Regions from separate parts of the Mus musculus genome. Here region 2 is linked to region 1. A link is a contact called in public ChIA-PET data. All regions are on one chromosome and are shown on one strand. Each heading gives the region's core, a stretch centred on a gene start, on an enhancer-like site or on the middle of the called end of the contact. The rest is flanking DNA. Distances are from core to core; before and after follow the strand shown.

Region 1 (7,457 bases), core at 1,922-4,421:
AAGCAGATTACCCTAAGATTCGAAGTATAAGTACAAAGAAAATGTTGTTTTCAAGCTTGCTTCAAAACAAATCTGGAAAGAGATGCTGGCCCAGACTTGTGGCTGCAGTTCAAAGCCCCAAAGGGGACCAGGGGGCTCAAAGGTGTGCCTTGAGCATTTCAGCTCAAACACTTGCTGTATCTTTTGCTAACTTCAGGCTAACCACAGGGAGACAGCTACTCTGTTCACCATTTCTTAAACATCCTCACCTTGCTATGCCCCCACAAACCAGGCAGAAACCACAACATCCTTCTAGTATACGACAGGCTTCACCATGTACTCTGGAGGCGGAGAGCTTAGTCTTCTTCCCCTCCACTTTCACTGTCTGAGCCCATTTCGTACCAAAGTCCCTGCAAATTAAAGTCTTTGCTGGCATGCTACCTCCGTGCGTTGGAAGGCACCACTTAGCTTCCAGATGCTACAAGAACCCCTTACATGTTTCTTCTGAATTTCTGCATTTAAGAGTTTGATTCATTCTGCCAGGACCACAGACTAGAAACTTCCTTTAAAATGGCATGTAAGACTAGACCACTGTCATATTTTAAGCAGGCAACTTCCTTCAAGCTGATGAGCATAGTTGTAATAGATGACATTTTCTTAAAGAAGTAGAAGTAGCTATCACGTAATGTTTTTTTTTTAATATATTTTTGATAAAGATACACTCACTGTTGGCCTTTAAACATTTATATAAGGTGTATTTTACTATGCTCAGGATATAACAAAAGGAGGCAAGGCATGAATATTTAGCAAGAATCTGGGATTTTTAACCAGGAAGAAACTCGCATAGAGTTTAATTCCTTTGTCTGAGAAACATTTTAGACATTAAACCTCTAAAGAGCTGAGTTCTGAGACTCTACTACTCAAGCAAAGCCACTGCAACATAGGAGCCATAATAATAAAGGTTTCTTTTATACATCTAAGTTTGATGTAGTGGTCAAATGAAGGCACATTCAGTATGCAAAATTTCTCTGATTTCTCCTATTACATGATTATGAGGCTATTTGGAGCATGGGCTGAAAATACAGATTTCTGGGTAGTCTTCTTCAAAATATGCAACAGACCAGAAATGCAGAAATTGATTTCTTATACCCATAAAGTCTTACCAATATGACCTCCTAAAGGTGAGCTGAACAAGGACATGACAGAATGGATAGGTAAAAGCTTAACTCTTCACAGAGAACTATAGGCAACTAAAGAAGGATGGGAGCAGGAGAGTTGTTCTTACTCAAGGATGAGAACACCAATGGCCAAATGGGAAGCCCTGAAAACATGCATACAAGTAACATTATTTAACAGGATATATATATATATACATGCATATATGTCATATGTACATGGAATAACAATTAAAAACGAGGCCATAGATTTGAAGGAGAGCAGAAGGAATATATAAGAGAGTTTGGAGAGAGAAAGAAAAGGGATAAATATTGTAATTATAACTCCCCCCAAAATATTTTAAAAGTGATTTCCTAGTCTTTTTTTTTTCTAACGTTTCCATTTTTTTTAAGGAGTACAAGATATAGTTCACTCTCTCCTTAAGTTCTTTAATTGAAAATGGAGAGCAAGCCTTATGATAAATAGCAATTGGCTTCATGCTCAAGGTTAGCTAGGGAGGTCACAGAGCTTGGCAAAGGGCCATAGCACAAGGTTAGCTATTGGCATGACAAGGGGCAGAGCACACGTTAACTGGCAACTACCAAATGTTAGCTGAAAATAAATTCAGAACATTTTGCAAAGTCCCTTGGGTTTTAAATGTTAATGATTAATTCAAATGTCTTATAATGCTATGTGGTCCAACGTTGCATAAAATAAATAAATATAGTGTACGAGACTTTTACATGACTTATGGTTTGTCACTTTCCTATGGTCAGACTTTCCAGAGGACATCATTTTAAGTAAGTTACAAACCACTGGTCTCCACATTGAGAATCTCAATACCCCATCACTGTTAACCCCTCTAGTGCCCTGTGCCCCCTTACATGTCATTCTCTGGGAGTCTGAATTCAAGATTGTCTCTTTCATCAGTGCAGTGCAGCACTCTGGCAGAGGCAGAACTGAGCAGATTAACTAGTACACTCCATCTCCTATTTTCCTCTTGGCTGGTTGCATATATGCAGGAATATTATACTTAATGCACACATATACAACATGTATAAATAACATAATTGGTTTCTGTCTTCTCCGGATGATGACTAACTAGTCTGCAACTGCCAGGCATTTGAACCCAGGAAGTCTAAGGATGTACATCGAGATCAATGATAAAGCTAAAACTCTTCTTATAGCCAGCTTCCTAATCGCCTGCACATGCTAAACACAGAGGGGTAGAAGAAAGACATTGAGCCTCTTGCGTGGGACGAGGTTGAGCCTTGAAGAAACCTGGACGTGGTAAAGTAGGACAGGCTACGAGAATAAGCACATAAACAAACTTCACAATCTCTTGATGCATCACACAATTGCCTGCAAGGTGGGTAGCAAAAGGAGGATGTTCAGCAATGCACTTTTACCTACCCATCAATTTTAACCACAAGAATAAATTGAAATGGAAAAGTCAGCTCAGATTTTTGCAGCCAGTCCCCTTTCTATGATGACAGATAGCATAAGGGAGTTGAAATGACAATAAATAGGTATTTAGATATTAATTCTGAGCAGACTGTTGATGTGGGAACCACAGCTGGAAGACATTTCCAAATAGGCTGCAGCCCCACAGCATAAAGACTTCTCTTTCTCTTGCAGGAATTCTTAAGAGTCTAGAAAGCATGGTCCAAAAGTGTGACCTACCTCCACCCCCATACCCAGCAATCACCTTGTTTTCAGACACCAGTATGGCCTTTTGTTCTTTGCAAAGTAAAATCAAACTTGCAAAATTAAAATGCATTCTCTGAAAACCTTCTTTACTGTGCTTTGTGGAATGCAGGTGCATAGACTTCCCTTTGTTCTCCTTCTGTCTGCTTGTTCTCTACCTGTTTCCCAACCCAGCCTCCAGCATCCCACAGCAAAGACTCTTAGAGTTGAGTTTCACATGGTGATTACTGAAACTGAAAATGAACATGGTTCTTCCTCCATCTGCCTGCGACATGGTAACTGTTGCTTCCTTTCACTCAAGATGGCCCTCAGTTCTATTTTCAACTCCCCAGACAACAGGAGGAAGTGGCCTAGGCAAAGCCAAGGAGGGTTTTCTTCCTAGCTTTCTGTTCCTAGATTGTCCTTAAGAAACAAGCAGATGACATTTAGTCATGAAGCCCACAGATGTTCCATGGTTCAGTGTCGTCTAGACAACAAGCTGTTGTTTGTCACTAACCTGGATTTTTCACCATAGATGGAACATAACCTCAGCACTACTCTGGAACTTAGAAGTCATAAACTGGAGTCAAACATCCTATAGAAAATGGATCCTGAGCATAGAACAAAGCAGACAGAACCCAGCAGTCAGGTACATTGGCAGAGTTACAGCCACTGTGTTCTTCAACTTGGATTTGTCTTCTGCCACAACCTTCTTGTGCTAATAGCCTCAGGAAAGAGAAATCTGACACAAAGAACTACAGGCAACTAAGAAATGCAATGAAGAGGAAGAGAGAGTCTTCCATAGGAAAAACAGCAATTTGTTATCCAGTACCAAATGGTCACCCCTGAAACACACAAACACACACACACACACATACACACGCACGCACACACGTGTGTGTGTGTGTGTGTGTGTGTGTGTGTGTGTGTGCATATGTGCGTGTATGTGTGTATGGAATATTATACAGACTGAGTAGGTTGTGTTTACAGTTATGTGCATGTAAAAACAATCAGTAACAAAGACTCCATGGATTTAAAGAGAGCTAGGAGGAGTATATGGGAGAGTTTGAAAAGGGAAAGGAAATTGATGTAATTGTGTTATAATCTCAAAAAACATCATAAAAAGAGAAAATTTAAGTATATGCTAAATGCTATTTCCCTAACATCTGATGCTTGGTACTTCTACAAAAGAGTGGCAGATAAGGAAGAGAGACTGAGTCCTTCCCCCCTCACACATTCTAGCCACACCAGAGACAGGGACCTGCTAGAAGAAAGCAGAGACAGATTTTACCAGCAAGAATGAGGGTGACCAGAAGAAAGGAGCAAATCAGAAGAAAAGTAAGGAATAGTAGGTACTCTCATGACAGCAGGGCTTGCTTTGAAACGATGAAGACAATATTCTTACTCTCAAATACTTGGGTAACACTTTTAGGTGGTCATTGCCCATGAGCAAGTGGGTGGATGTGAAAATCTCCTTTTAAAAGTAAGACCATTCACAGTTTTAAAGTGGTGGCACTTAGAACAACCACGTTTAAAAGACTTGTGGAATTGAACCAAATGAGTCCAATTAAATTTCTGTATGTTTTTAACCTAGGCTTCATGAAAAGCCAACAAAGAAGAAATCAGCACTGCATTCCTGATGGAGAGAAGGGGCATTTTAAGATTTAAGTGTGTGTGTGTGCGTGTGTCTGTGTGTGTGTCTGTGTGTGTGATGTGTGTGAATCCAAACATGTGTACACGTTGCTACAGAGGTGAAAAGAGTGTGTTGGATCCATTGAAACTGTAGTTGAAGGCAGTTCTGAGTCCTGAGGTTGGACTGGGAGCTGATCCCTAGCTTCTGAGTCACATTTTCAGTTCCTGTAAGGGATTCTCAACCTAAGAAGACTTCTAAGAACCAGCATTATGGTGAGTGGCTCCAAAGCTAACCAAAATGTCAGAGACGTTTATTCACGTCATCAAACCTCACCCTCTCAACAAATTTAACTTTATATCCTATCTTCAAGGCATCTCAAACCAGCTGGTCAGCTCCCTGCACCTAAGTCAACTTAGTAGCTTTTACTTTTCCAGAAGGCCCACTACTGCACATTTAACAGTGGATTTATGGTCATAATTCAAACCATGGGACTGCGTAGAAGGGTTTGAAAGTTTCCAATGGCACTGACTCACTGTCTGCCTTACCAAGTGTGCCCTGTCAAATAAACCCTCATTGATGTCACTGCATTCTCATAACCCCAAAAACTAAGATTCAGAGCTGGGAAATGGTTCCACTTGCACCACATCTCTTAGACTGGTGCACAATGGTGTAATGGCATTGGTAATAATGTGTGAGAGGACCACGTTCCCAGGAAGTCTTGAGAGGAAAACTTAACTATTTTCAGAGTTCTTCCTCTTCTTCTTCTCCTCCTCCTCCTCCTTCTCTAAATTTTACTTTATTAGATATTTTCTTTATCTACATTTCAAATTCTATCCCGTAAGTTCCCTATACCCTCCCACCGCCCTGCTCCCCTACCCACCCACTCCCACTTCTTGGCCCTGGTGTTTCCCCTGTACTGGGGCAGATAAAGTTTGCAAGACCAAGGGGCCTTTCTTCGCAATGATGGCCGACTAGGTCATCTTCTGCTACATATACAGCCTCAGAGCTCTTCTTGAAGGAGAAAAATGTGTGCATGGATTCCATGTCAAAGCTGTTTTGATCCTAGGCTTGTCTGCCAGTACTGGTACTTTCCACCACAGTACCAACCCCTGCTGCTGTGTTCCGCAACTGTTCTTCTAGAGATGGATGGTAGATGACGCTACCTCCAGTTTAATCGATGGCAAGTGATTGAAAACAAGATTTTCAGTGGGTTAAGCACATCTGAGTCACCGGGGATCATACCCTCTGGTTCCAGTTTCAGAGAAGTCTGTCTTCGACCTGCTTGTCTGCCTGTCTGGTCCATAAACTACACTTAGGATGCTATTTAGAATATTTTTATTTGCTCCCATAGAGGATTGAAGTGAGAGTCAACACCAAGAAAATAACAAAATGACAAATTTATTAAAATTAAATACTTGAAGTCTACTCAGAAATTGTATTTAGTATTGCTATGTAGGGGAAGACTTAAAAACATAGATATAAGCATTGATGTTTTACATATTTAAATTGTGATCCTTTTGGTGTATACATATAGTAAGGTGTGTGTGATGGCTCACAACTTATCCCAAGCACTTGAGAAGCAGAAACCAGAAAATTTCAAGGCCAAATATATATATATATATACACACACATATACATATATATATATATATACACACATATACATATATATGTGTGTGTGTATACAATTATGTAACTAGGAAATAAAAGCTCAATTACAAAAATAATTGAATTAGTTGTAGTATATTTGTAACACATGGCAGTGTAGTGTTTTAATAAAACAGAAAAGGGCTATTGAACTACAGAACTAATAACTTACTTAGAGAAATTTACACATAAAACTGTTGAGTACATACGAAGCTCAGGATTAGGGAAGCATCAATTACTGGCCTTAGTTTAGCACTACATAGATTTGTTTATGTATACAGAATCTGCATATTATTCTATGTTCCTATATAAAAATATGGAGGAGATCTGCCATGATGGTTCAATGGGGAGGGGGGCAACATTTGGAATGTAAATAAATAAATATATTTTTTTTAAAGAATGTGCTCTTACAGAGTACTAGAGCTCAGTTCTCAGCATGCATGCTAGGTAGCTCAAAATTAGTTTCATTCCTGGTACAAGAACTCTAATGGCCTCCTTGGATACCTACACTCATGCACACATAACTGAACACAGATACATACATACACACACACACAAATCTGTGTAACTGTGTAATATACACTCTAAGTAATTATCCCAAATTTAAGGAACAAATTGAGAGTACAAGGGCAAACACAAAATAGAAAAAATTATTCAAAAATAGAATTTACTATTATATTGATATAAAATTATACATGGGCACACAAGCCTGTTTACACATACTGGCACTGAAAAAAAAAAACACTCATTAACATCAAGAACAAAATCTGCTCAAGAGCTTCTTAAGATCGACCCAGCAACATTCCAACATGGGTAGGGGAGGAACTCTCAATGCCCCCATCCCTACCATTATTGTCAACTAATAACTGCTGAGGAAAGACAATCTGCTTTCATTGAATGTAGTTCCAATAGGCTGTCCATGGTACAGCATGTAACCTTATAGCCATGAACAAGCTGTCAACAGCAAGTGAATTCAATTCAGAAAAATGGAATACATTAAGTTGGATAGAAAATGTGATGGGCGGAAGGGGAAGGGAGGCATTTAAGGAGAAGGAATAGAAGGGTAGGTTTGATCCAAACACATTATATTCCTGAATTAAATTCCCAAATAATAAAATTTTAAGAGAACAAAATATGTATATATTTTATGATAAAAATCATAGTGCACCATGACAACAAAACAGGGTCTGTCTTTAAGTTATTAAATAGCATTATTATTACTGTTTTGAGAGCCTTGCTAAGCTGATTATCACGTAGAGAGATCTCAGATCAATTGTTCCTCCAAATAATGCAATGGCAGTGAAGACTGACACCTTAGTAATGACCAAGGTGATATGAGCCCACCCCCTTCAAATCA
Region 2 (7,457 bases), core at 2,613-5,112, 130 kb before region 1:
GAAGAGTGTGAGGCTGGAGTCTTGAGAGGTTATCAATATTCTTAGAGACTAGAGAAGCAGCTTTATAAAGCATCTCTGCCTTAGTCATTTGTCTGGTGTTGTCATTGCATCCTTGAGTGTGAGAAAAATGACAGTAAGGCCAGATAGCTGTGTGTGTGTGTGTGTGTGTGTGTGTGTGTGTTTCTTTTCTTTTCCTTTTGTCTTGTCTTTCTGTGAGTGAAATAACGTGGAGGAATTTAATGGATTGTGATTACAAAGCCAGAGAACATCCGCAGACGTCATACTGAAATCCTCAGGAAAAGTGTTAAAATACTGCAAGAAGGAACTCGGGTGATTTTAGCTTTCCACTCTGGTAAGTGAGGGAGTGAGAAAAGAGAATCGAAGCCTGCATAGGATGAGAACTGATTCTTCAAGACATTTGACTGACCGACCACATGCCTTTTAAACAAGAAAGGTTTCTACATCTGTTCTCAATGATCAACAGATCCCCACAACCCTTCTACCAGCCCCTGAGTGTCTCTATTTTAACTTACATCCTCTAATACACCATTTCTAGGCAAATTCTACTCACGGAAGCATAAAGTATCTGTGCTTTTGTATCAAGGTTATTCACGTAGCATTTCTTCAAGATCCATCCATGTTGTAAATACATTTATTTTTGAATTGTGATTTCAAACTCTAGATGAGCCATTTTGTTTGTTTTTCTTTTAGCGACACGGTCGGAGTCATGCCAGCCTCTCTCTCTCACCCATTTTGCTCCCTCCAGGGTGTTTTCTGGTCACTCTGTCCTGAGTACCTTCTCTAGGCTTCAGCCCAGCAGACATTTCCTCAACGAGGCTTCTTCTCAAACCAACAAATTGGGTCAAGTCAAACTGTTACTTTCCCCCATTGTATAATCCTCAGCTGAACCTCTTATTTACGTAATTCCTTTTTCCCAGAGCTGGCTATCGGAGGCTAGGAATTGCATCGCTCTTGTATCTCATAAAATATCTGGAATTAAATGTTGCTTAGTATTATTGGCTCTTCAAACCATTCTTACCGTCCATGCTCTAAGAGAACAGTTTATCTAAAACAATGAGCATGACCCCAAAACCAAGGCTTAATTCCCACCTTTGGTAGCAAATGACTGCAACCATAAGACATGGTTTAAATGGCCAAACGTTCTACTCCTGTAAGCAATGACTAGAGTAAATGGGTGCCAAGGCTCCTTTAAGGTAACAGTTTACTTATGTGCCTATCATGTAACAGAAAAGTTTAATGTATATTGGTAATTCTGGCATTGTACACGTGATAATCCTTAAAATTGTTTGAAATAACCATTTCTGTTTAAGTCAAATTAAGGGCAGTCACCTATATAAATATAGCATAAGACCAATGATTAAGGTAAGGTGTGTATTTCACTGAACTATTCATTGATCACTTCCTTTATTCTTTTTGTCTCAATAGTCTTATTCCACATAAGATGATGCACGATTGGAAAGAACTGTTTTTTAGTGGAATTCCCATATATGAACAGACTTCTCTTACACATGGACAAACAGAACCCACTGAGGATCACCGTGCAGAAGTGAAGAAAAGGAACTTACTCGATAGCAAAGATTATGAAGATTATAAGGTACATACTAATATGTAATAATTTGGGTGAACAAATCATAATAAATTCTTTTTCTTAATGCTAATTTGTGGCATTTTATTTAACTCCTATTAATGAAAATAGACATTTACATTTACACTCTCTCCTGGGTTAATTCATGTACATGACTGAGTTTTGCCTGCTTAGAGTACTCATCATTATTATTTGTTGCTCATGGTAATATTAGATCAGTCTAAAAGTAATTAAGTGTGATATATTGAGCAAGCAGGGGTCAGAAGAATGCCTTGCTAGAATTTTTCTTTCATGAGCTGTCTACCTTTGTTTCAAAAACAATTGTTAAAAGATAATTTTCAAAGTAAGTTAGCTCAATTGTATATTGTTTCATAGGAAAAATGGAAAAGAAAGTGGTTATGGTTTAGAGTGGCATAAATTCATATAGTATTTTATTCAAATAATAAAAGTTTGGATGAAAATTGCATAGTCTGTATACTTTTTCAGTTCAATGTTATTTTACATTTAAATTATACATATTTATGAAATAAATATGATAATTTGATATAAGTATACAATACATGTGGTTTATACCACTTTATGTTATATTTATATTAAGAGTTCAGAACAAAGAAATCACTAATGTTTTAAGGAAATGGAAATACCACCTCCCTGTTAGAAAGTTATTCAGAAACCTTTGGGATTAAACAGTGGACTTTATTCACAACTAACTGTAGACCTCTGGTCTCTAATCTCTAAGCACTGGAGACATTTGATACCTCAATTTATGAAGTAATGATGCTGATGCTGTTGATGAACTTATTTTGTCTTTATTAAGTTCATTTTAGATGGTAAAGGTTAAATATGTAGCCCAATGGACTATGCATTAGATTAAAGCAATACATACTAATTTTATCCCCCAACTCTCCCCGTCACACTTCATTTCACCCATAGAATTGAAGATATAAAAGCAGTGTTCTTGAATGCAGATTCTGGGTAAAATGGTACAGCCATGGAGTGCAGAATGGGAACACTTATGGTTTCAAGTATCGCTAGCTTCTAGGTTAGCAAATACACAATGAAAATAGGAATGAATGAAAGGGGATTAGTGCATCACTGACAGTCATTGAATAGATGATAGGCATTAATTATGAGGATGGACACATAAAAGGAGTTCATGGCAATGACCAGGGCAGTGGGCAAAACAACACTGACGTGTAGATATCCAAGGAATTTAAGACTGCAGTAAAGTTAAGAAAACTATACATGCTTATGGGGAACCAAATGTACATCTTGTCTCTTTCTTTCTTTCTTTCTTTCTTTCTTTCTTTCTTTCTTTCTTTCTTTCTTTCTTTCTTTCTTTCCTTCCTTCCTTCCTTCCTTCCTTCTTCCTTCTTTCCTTCCTTCCTTCCTTCCTTCCTTCCTTCCTTCCTTTCTTTCTTCCTTTCTTTTTTTTTGTTGTTTTGTTTTGTTGCTTGTTTTTTTTTTCCTTTTTTTAATTAGGTATTTTCTTCATTTTACATTTCCAATACTATCCCAAAAGTCCCCCATTTCTCCTCCCCCCAATCCCCTGATCAGCCTCCAAACGCTGAAACCATTGCATACACTACCAAGATTTTGCTGAAAGGACCCAGATATAGCTGTCTCTTGTGAGGCTATGCCAGGGCCTAGCAAACACAGAAGTGGATGCTCACAGTCAGCTATTGGATGGATCACAGTGCCCCCAATGGAGGAGCTAAAGGGGTCTGCAACCTTATAGGTGTTTGTTTGTTTGTTTGTTTGTTTGTTTGTTTTTCCGAGACAGGGTTTCTCTCTGTAGCCCTGGCTGTCCTGGAGCTCACTCTGTAGACCAGGCTGGCCTTGAACTCAGAAATTCACCTGCCTCTGCCTCCCAAGTGCTGGGATTAAAGGCACGCACCACGCCCATCTTGTTCTAATGAAATGACAGTGTATTTATATCCTTGATAGGATTATTATTTATTTTTTAACTGACTAAAACCTTAAGAGCTACATATAGATTTTTATTTACTGTGGCTGTGGAATACTACCCTCACCACAACTAGTGTGTGTGTGTGCGTGTGTGTGTGTGTGTGTGTGTGTGTGTATAGTAAAGTCCAGTGAGAAAAGATGTTTTTGATAAATATCAAACTATGTTAAGCTATTTCTTTCCATCATCAATTAAGAAACCATTGCTGTCTGACTAAAGCTGAACCATCTGACAGCTTTAGCTGATTCACAACTCAGTACTTGTTCCTCAAAACAGTTTAGTGTACTCTGTTCTTTTTCTCATAAATCAGGAGACTTGTTAGGCCACAACTGAACCAAGCTCTGTGTTTCTAACTATATTTCTTGTTTGGGAAATGATTACCACAGGAACACACTTGTCTTACCCACATCCTGGGGCCCATGGCATACTTCTTTGGCAGGAAATTGTTGACTTTTGTTAGGAGTTTGTTACTGTCAGCCCAGTGCACTTCTTTTTGTGCAGCATCTTTGCTGAGTTTTGTTTGCTGTTTTCCCTTGGTTTTGTTGTTATTGATGTTTGTTTGTTTGTTTGTTTGTTAGAAATAAAAAGTCCCTTACAATTTCCTTATGCATGTGTATGGTTCTTTTTATTAATTATTTAATGTATTTACATTTCAAATATTGTTCCCCTTCCCAGTCTCCCTTTTGAAAACTCCATCCCTCCTCCACTTTGCCTCTAAGAGGGTGCTCCCCCACCCTCCCACCCACTCCCATCTCAACCATCTAACATCCCCCTTCACGGGGTCATCAATCCTCTACAGGACCAAGCTCCTCTCCTCCCACTGATGCCAGACAAGGCTATCCTTTGCTACAGATGTAATGGAAGCCATGGACTCACTCATGTTTACTGTTTGGTTGGTGGGTTTCGTCCATGGGAGCTCTGGGGGGGGGTCTAGTTAGTTGATATTGTTGTTCTTCCTATGGGGTTGTATCCTCTTCAGTTCCTTCAGTCCTTCCCCCAACTCCTCCACTGGGGTTCCTGTGCTCAGTCCGATGGCTGGCTGTGAGTATCTGTATCTGTATTGGTCAGGTACTGGTAGAACCTCTCAGAGGACAGCTATACCAGGCTTCTCTCTGTAAGTACTTCTTGACACCAGCAATAGTGTTAGGGTTTAGTATCTGCAGATGGAATGGATCCCAAGGTGGGGCAGTCACTGGATGGCCTTTCCTTCAGTCTCTGCTCCACTTTTTGTCCCTGTGTTTCCTTTAGACAGCAACAATTCTGGGTAAATGATTTTGAAATGAGTAGATGGCCCCATCCTTCAACTGGGGGCCATGTCTATCTATTGGAGGTGTTCTGTTAAGGTTCTATCTCCCCACTGTTGGATATTTCAGCTAATGTCAACCCCATTGGGTCTTGGGAGCCTCTTGCATCCCTGGCATCTGGGATTTTCTAGTGGTCTGTGCCCCTCCCCTGATACATAGTTCTATTTATTCTCCTGACCCTCTGGACTTTTCTCCTGTTTTAATTCCCCATACATGATCATCCTTCCTTCCCTCCCCTCCCCCAACCTTCTGCCTTTCCCTCCTTGCCGCCCTCAGTCAGGCCCTTCCTTCCCCATGCCTCCTGTGATTATTTTGTTCCCCCTTCTAAGTGAAATTGGAGCACCCACACTTTGACCTTCCTTCTTATTAAGCTTCAAATAGTCTGTGAGTTGTACAGTGGGTATTCTGAGTTTTAGGCTACTATCCACTTATCAGTGAGTTCATACCATGTATGTCCTTCTGGGTTTGGGTTATCTCACTCAGGATGATATTTTCTTGTTCCATCCATTTGTCTGCAAAAGCCATGAAGTCATCCTTTTTAATAGCTGAGTAGTACTCCATCGTGTAAATGTACCACATTTTCTGTATCCATTCTTCCATTGAGGGACATCTGGGTTGTTTCCAGATTCTGGTTATTATAAATTAGGCTGCTATGAACATAGTAAAGCACATGTCTTTGTTAGATATTGGAGCATCTTCTGGTATATGCCCAATAGTGGTATAGCTAGACCTTCAGATAGAAAAGTTTCCAATTTTTGGAGGAACCTCCAGAATGATTTCCAAAGTGGTTGTACGAGCTTGCAATTTCACTGAAAAAGGAGGAGTGTTCCTCTTTCTCCACATCCTTGCCAGCATCTGCTGTTGCCTGAGATTTTTATCTTGGCCATTCTGATTGGGGTAGACCTCAGGATCATTTTGATTATCATTTCCCTGATGACTAAGGATGTTGAACATTTCTTTAGGTGCTTCTTGGCCATTCAAAATTCATCATTTGAAAATTCTCTGTTTAACTCTGTACCCCATTTTTAATTGGGTTATTTGATTTTCTGAAGTCTAACTTCTTGAGATCTTTGTATATTTTGTATATTCGCCTTATATCATATGTAGGGTTGGTAAAGATCTTTTCCCAATCTGTAGGTTGCCATTTGGTCCTATTGACAATGTCCTTTGCCTTACAGAAGCTTTTAGGTTTCATGGGGTCCCATTTGTCAATTGTTGATCTTAGAGCCTGAGCTATTTGTGTTCTGTTCAGAAAAATTTCCCCTGTTTTGAAGGTTCTTTCCCACTTTCTCTTGTATTGTATTCAGTGTATCTGGTTTTATGTAGAGGTCTTTGATCCACTTGAACTTAAGCTTTTTACAAGGAGATACAAATGGATCAATTTGAATTCTTCTACAGTTGAGCCATTTCCATTTGTTGAAAGTGCTCTCTTTTTTCCACTGTATGGTTTTTGCTTCTTTGTCAAAGTTCAAGTGACCATAGGTATGTGGGTTTCATTTCTGCATCTTCAATTCTATTCCGTTGATCTACCTGTCTGTTTCTGTACCAATACCATGTTTTTGTTTGTTTGTTTGTTTGTTTGTTTGTTTGTTTTTGTCACAATTGCTCTGTAGTACAGCTTGAGATCAGGGATGGTGATTCATCCAGAGATTCCATAGTAGCAACTTAACATCATACTTGAAAGTTCTAGTACAGAAACAAGCAAACACACCAAAGAGGAGTAGAGGGCAGGAAATAGTCAAACTCAGGGTTGAAACCAACCAATTAGAAACAACTAGAATGATACAAAGAATCAACAAAACCAAAAGCTGGTTCTTTGGGAAAATCAACAAGCTAGATAAACCATTTTCCAAACTAACTAAAGGGCAAGGAGACAGTATCCAAATTAACAAAATCAGAAATGAAAAGGGAGATATAACAACTAAAACCGAGGAAATCCAAAAAAAAAAAAGTTGTCTGATGCTACTACAAAAGCCTATACTCAACAAAACTGAAAAATCTATATGAAATAGATGGCTTTCTAGACAAATACAACAAACCAAAGTTATATCAGGAACAGATAAGCTATCTAAACAATCCATAACCCATAAGGAAATAGAAGCAGTCATTAAATGTCTCCCAACCAAAAAAAAAAAAAAAAAAAAAAAAAAAAAAAAAAAAAAAAGCCAGGGCCAGATGTTTTTAATGCAGAATTCTATCAGATCTTCACAGAAGACCTAATACCAATACTTCTTAAACTATTTTGCAAAATAGAAACAGAAAGAACACTACCTAATTCATTCTATGAAGCCTCAGTTATGTTGATACCTAAATCATACAATGAGCCAACAAAGAGAAATTCAGACCAATATCCCTTATGAATATCAATGGCGAGAAAGCCTTTGACAATATACAACTCCCCTTCATGTTAAAAGTCTTGGAAAGATAAGGCATTCAAGGCCCATACCTAAATATAATAAAAGCAATATGCAGGAAACCAACAGCACCAACATCAAATTAAATGGGGAGAAACTGGAAGTAATCCCACTAAAGTCAGGGACAAGACAAGGTTGCCCACTCTCCGTACTTATTCAATGTAGTA

What was found. ChIA-PET counts read pairs in DNA pulled down with a chosen protein or histone mark.
Region 2: an RNA polymerase II ChIA-PET map of memory CD8 T cells shows a contact between it and region 1, with 267 read pairs. The contact joins two enhancer-like sites. A contact is called at or near these places in 5 of 484 Hi-C or Micro-C datasets (CD4 T cells, CD8 T cells, Th1 cells and 1 more) and 4 of 115 datasets of contacts at active chromatin or transcription factors (CD8 T cells, effector CD8 T cells and memory CD8 T cells).

Annotation. Positions count from the first base shown.
Region 1 is chr15:9,567,780-9,575,236 of GRCm38.p6, reverse strand. No RefSeq gene overlaps it. Among named protein-coding and RNA genes, the nearest start is that of Il7r, 42 kb to the right of the region's middle. Within about 2 kb of position 3,171, at least 31 of the 459 cell types and tissues checked have an H3K27ac peak or open chromatin away from gene starts, as enhancers often do. A contact at or near this core is called in Th1 cells and memory CD8 T cells, where this site is marked.
Region 2 is chr15:9,698,531-9,705,987 of GRCm38.p6, reverse strand. Spef2 (sperm flagellar 2) reads left to right here. Exons shown (of 37, transcript NM_001305042.1): 10 at 1,447-1,615. Among named protein-coding and RNA genes, the nearest start is that of Spef2, 47 kb to the left of the region's middle. Within about 2 kb of position 3,862, at least 44 of the 459 cell types and tissues checked have an H3K27ac peak or open chromatin away from gene starts, as enhancers often do. A contact at or near this core is called in Th1 cells and memory CD8 T cells, where this site is marked.